Linked DNA regions of Hordeum vulgare: region 1 is linked to region 2. The links are chromatin contacts, called in public Hi-C maps. All regions are on one chromosome and are shown on one strand. Each heading gives the region's core, a stretch centred on a gene start, on an enhancer-like site or on the middle of the called end of the contact. The rest is flanking DNA. Distances are from core to core; before and after follow the strand shown.

What was found. A called contact is a pair of places that touch in the nucleus more often than the background predicts.
Region 1: a Hi-C map of leaf shows a contact between it and region 2, with 5 times the contacts expected there. The contact joins the promoter of LOC123425944 here to the promoter of LOC123425943 in region 2. A contact is called at or near these places in 3 of 6 Hi-C or Micro-C datasets (leaf and seedling) and 1 of 1 datasets of contacts at active chromatin or transcription factors (embryo).

Annotation. Positions count from the first base shown.
Region 1 is chr2H:227,541,493-227,544,214 of MorexV3_pseudomolecules_assembly, forward strand. LOC123425944 (pre-mRNA-splicing factor ATP-dependent RNA helicase DEAH7) reads left to right here and starts at 1,366. Exons shown (of 15, transcript XM_045109710.1): 1 at 1,366-1,775; 2 at 1,950-2,165; 3 at 2,328-2,398; 4 at 2,519-2,722. The coding sequence starts at 1,640.
Region 2 is chr2H:226,639,972-226,642,671 of MorexV3_pseudomolecules_assembly, forward strand. LOC123425943 (SH3 domain-containing protein 3) reads right to left here and starts at 1,254. Exons shown (of 11, transcript XM_045109709.1): 1 at 847-1,254; 2 at 287-425. The coding sequence starts at 346.

The DNA of each region.
Region 1 (2,722 bases), core at 116-2,615, 900 kb after region 2:
TTGATCTTGACCTTGTTAGCACATGAGCTTGTCCTTATCAACACATGATCATTAACAATAGTTTCAATGACAGCATGCTTGATTCTTGATCTTGTCATTGTTAGCACATGAGCTTGTCCTTATCAACACATGATCATTAACAATAGTTTCAATGATATATTCGTGCTGATCCACTTGAACTTGCACACCACAATCTTGATGACGATCACCACTTGACGTCATCCTTCATGGGTTGTGTGAGATCTTCCTTTTGACGCAAGCCCATGGAAGCACACCTAATCCTCACATAGGACTCTCACAAAGACCATGGGTTAGTACACAAACATGTAATGGACAATGCTTACCATACCATGGGATCACTTGATCCCTCTCGGTACATCTTATACGCTTTGTGTGTTGATCATCTTGATTTACTCTTTGTCTGAGATCTTGATCTACCTAGTGTCTCTATGACCATTCTTTGGATAATACCTTGAATACCATCTTGGTCATCATATAAACTCCTTAAACCCAACAGATGAACCTCAAGAAGTGCCTATGGACAAATCCTATAAATATAACTTAAGGCAACCATTAGTCCATAGGAATTGTCATCAATTACCAAAACCACATATGGAGATATATGCTCTAACACCACCTCGCCACCTCCAGCGGCCCTAGACGAGGAGCTCGCAGATCCATCAGAGCTAGAGAGGCCTAGCCCCGAGACCACCGGCTGCTGTCGTGAGGAGACCGACTTCGGGCTAGCCGAACCAGATACCATGGTAGCGACGATGAGAGCGTGGGCGCCGGGACCGAGTGGTCACATGCGCGGGAGGGGTGACCGTCGGGGCCGGAGTGGCCGCCAGCGGGGAGCGCAAAGGGAACACGAGGAAGGGAGGAAGAGGCTCTGCGGGATTGATGAAAAGAATCAGTCCATTTCACCACCATGACCATGCACTTTTGTCTATGCGAAGAAGAGAGACTAAAAAATGATAGGAGTGAGCTCTTATACAAGAGCCTAGCTATATGGTTACTTCTGGCAAATGCATTAAATATGAAGAAAGAGACAGAAAAAAATTAAAAAAATAATACTCTCATAACCAACCTTATAGCTAAGGTTATTATGTACTCCCTCTCTAAACTAATATTAGAGTATTTAGATTACTAAAGTAATATTCTAAATGCTCTTATATTAGTTTATGGAGGGAGTAAATGATTATAAATGATGACTATACATGACGTGATAATATCATACAGTACGTATTAACTATGCTCCTACGAGAGTGAAAGATTAGGTAGTAGAGATTGGAGATCCCCTTTCTCCGGAACTCGCGGTCAATATGCCACTCCGTGCCCGAGCCGAGCACGAAGTCCACCTGCTCGACCCATACCGCCTCGAGACTTGAGTGCCCCGAACCGACCCAACCCGTCCCGTACGCCTTCTTTGGCTCTTCATAACTCTGATTCCCCAAGCCGGCGCCTCCTCCTCTCTATCCCGCCGCCGCAGCTCCTCCACCGGACAGCCGCCCCCAACTCCGGCGAGCGAGACACTGCCGCCCTCCCGACGCGTCTACTGGCGCTACCTCGCTATTGAGCCAACGTGCTCAGTCCTCACCCCGGCCACCTCCCTCTCCGGCTCCAACGACGCCTCCCCACGATGAGTTCCGACGGGAGGCTTGACCTCGACGCGACCACAAGCACCCTCGGGCCGGAAGATGACACGGCGCAGGGTCTGATACTGCCCATCAAGGATAAGGTCATGTATCGGCCTCCACCGGGGAAATCTGCACTAGGTATGATATACTTGGGCCGTATATCTTCTAACCGTTAAATTCGAGTAGTAGTTTAACTCGGCGCTACTTGCGATTTGTAGACTTACTGAGCTGATCCCACTTCGTATTTAGCACTTGTAGCCATGCCAGGAGTTTAGAGATTTAAAGTGAGCTAATCACTAGTCTGTCTTGCAGGTTTGGACCTGCTCGCACACAAGAAAAGAGAAAAGGATGGTACCAATTCATTTAAGCGGCCTCCTGAGAAGGTAGTGACGGCTGCTTCTTCTATGGATGAAGATGAGAGGCCAGGATCTACAGATAATGATGCAAGCAGCCTGTCCGGTGGTGACCGTGGCAGCGTGGCTCGTCGTTATCGAGGAACCAATTCCAGTGAGAAAACATCGTCGAAAGGTGCCTCTTCTTCTCTTGATCCGTTGACCATATTTCCAGCTTTGGTGTAAAATATCTACTAAGATACTAGTATATGCTCCTACTGTGTTATATGGCTGTATGCTGACTATTCATTTTCAGTGACGTGTCTTAGTCAAACTAAAGCTTTATACTCTGTTTCAGAATCTACAGTCACTGATGAGAATGAAAGGGGTCTTACACCCAGACATCGAGATGAATCCCATCGGCAACAAGTCAGTAATAACAACATTCTCTCTTGGTTTAGGACTTACTCTGTCTAGAATTTTCATCACTTTGTATTCACCTTACTAACATAGTCAGCAATTCAACATTTATTTGCTTCTTGCTTACAGACCCACGCCTCTAGGTACGAACCCAATGATGACAGAGGATCCCGTGACAAACATGGTGAACGGGAGACATCTGCATCCATTGGTTATAGTAGCAGTGGAAAGCGAGGATACCGTGATGACAGGGAATCAAATAGTAGGCGTAATGAACGGAGCAGATCTACATCTATTGACTACACAAACAAAAGAAGTCGGGATGATTATAGC
Region 2 (2,700 bases), core at 4-2,503:
GTCTGAATCGGCGGCAGTTTAGCATAATACTCCGTATTAAACAGTCTGTAGTCTAAATCAGCGGCAGTTGAACAGTATGTAGTCAGTCATAGCAGCTTAGGGAATTAAACCCTCGGAATAGTGTAGCAATTTCAATAGCAAATCCGGGGTTCACAGGCAATCTCGCTCATTCATTGGCGGCCTCCACGCGCACCATGCATCAAATCATGTCAGGGCGAAATCTCGCCCCTCGGCCAACGACTAAGCCGCGCGAGGCAGAAATCATGAGATCTCGGATGGTGCTCACCTGCTGCTGCTTGGCGACCTGCTCCTTGAACTTGCTCGCCTGCTTCCTGAACGCCTCCATCTGTGCCCTGCTCTCCTCGCCTCCTCCCCGGCTCCTCCTCCTCCACAGTGGAGGCGCCCGGAATTTGCTCCTGGGTATTCTTTTAAAAAAAAATGGCAACTCAATATAATAGAACAATAAATGTACAATTTGTTTCTTAGCGAATTGTTCACGTATTTCATCGAGGAAAATACCCTCTCAAAGCTAGCAGTGGCTACCGAAAGAATGAGCATCAACTTAAGAAGTTTGTAAACAATATAATATTGTTCATTCGTTTTGTCTCAGCCATCAAAACTAAAAGCTCATATAGATTCTTCAAATTTCTAAACCTTTTATCCATACACACATGAGAAATGTACATGCTTAATTGCCATGGAAGTCTTGACAATTCATCATTTAAGAAATCAGTGGCAATGTGGCATGGACGGATGAATATTCGACAAACAAGCAATTCAATTTCAGTTTACAAGCAATCACTGAAAAATCTTCAGATTTGTTTAGAAAACAGAGGGAAAGAATACCTTGGTAGACCGGGGGCGGAGGTGAGGAGAAGGGCACTGGTGCGCTGCCACGCCGAGCGGCTACTTGGGCCGGGGTCCGGGCAGCAGTGGAGGCCGGCGGCGGACTGGCGCCTGACGGATCCGCGCCGCCGCAGAAGCCGGAGCCCGGATGAGAGGGCCGGAGGGGCGAGGCGAGGGAGGCAGGAGAGGGAGAAGGACGCCCGCCTGGCAAAAGCCTGAAGGGGAGGGGGCTGAGGGGCGAGGCGAGGGAGGCAGGAGAGGGAGGGCCGGCCTGGCCGCCGGAGCCGGACCGACGGGCGAGGCGAGGGCAGTATGGGGCGAGGGAGGCTGAATCGGAGGAGGGAGCTAGCAGGTAGGTTAGGGGAAAGGAGATCGGGCTGGCTCGGAGCAGTAATGGAGCTGCTCACGCGCGTATTGTCCTCCAAGTTCTACCGTATATGTATCATACTGTATATTGTAAAAAAAATTGACGCAAAATTCTTGGGTATTCCACAGAATTCTCACGAAGACCCCAGTGTCGCCACTGCTCCTCCAGCTCCGGCTCCTCCTCTTCTCTGTGTGTTTCGCTGAGATGCGCACACCCAAACACACACGTGGGTACTCGCGACAAAATTACTGTTCTGATCTTCTGATTAAAGATGTACATAAAATAAACTCGCCATGAAATAATTTTACGATCTAATTCTTTTTAAAAATGTTGTAATCCGTGGCGTTGCTGGTACACCGTGAGACGCCACTTTAGTGTGGCGTTGCCTGCGAGGCCCGAAACGCCAGTGTAATGTGGCGTTTCTCCCAACGACCAAAACGCCAAGCGCGGTGGCGTTTCTACGGGCGATATCTGCCCGGCCCGCCCCATCGCCACCAACCACCCGTTCTTCCTCCTCTCTTCACAACGAGCATAGGCGAAAAACTCCTCTCTCCTCCAACCTATCCCCCCTTCGATCTCCCTTCTCCCTCAACCGTTTTGTCGGTTTTTTGGGGTAAATCAAAGAGGCCGGTAAGCTTCTTCAATCCCTTCAAATAGTTTTTGCAATAACTTTGTATTTATGGAGCTTTTTGGCACTAGGTGTAACCTAGGTTTTGAAGTAAAATCAAATTTGTGATGATTAATGCCTAGGTTTTCAAGTAAAACTAAATTTGTGATGGTGAATGCCTAGGTTTTTTGCATTAGGTGTAGTTTTGGCACTAGGTGTAACCTAGGTTTTGAAGTGTGATGGTGAATGCATGTCCTAAAAGAATTTGTTCATATTATTTAGCATGTTTCAGTCGAATAAATATCCGGGCCTTGATGATTTCTACGAGCAGAAGCATCGTGCGGTGCTAGTGGAAAGAGGAGAGGTAATTATCATGGCCTTGATGATTATTTTTCTATATTGGTTGATTTTCATATTGTGACAAGTTGAGAGAAGTAACAAATTATGTGTTCGTTTGTTTAGGTTCCTCCACTACTTCGGTTGAGGGGGCACAACCCGAATGAATCTCTCTTGTATGACCCTTGGTATGAGGCTTATTTTAGAAGAATGGGTCTTCTTCAGTTTGTGCTCGACTTTAAAGGCACGCCACCATGGTTGAATGCCACGGCCCTTACCGCCCTGACGGACCGTTGGAGGGAGGAGACGCACTCATTTCACCTTCCTCTTGGTGAGATGACCATAACTTTGGAGGATATTGCTATGATCACCGGGCATCCGATCGAGGACAGGGATCTTACGGGGAAGGTTAGGTCTGATGGGTGGCGACAACGGGTTGCAGCATTGGTTGGTGTTGAACTTGAGTCGTGGACTCATGAAACTAGGAAGGATCCTAGGGCATCCGGCATGTTGTTCTCGTGGATACAGAAATATTTTCGCAAAT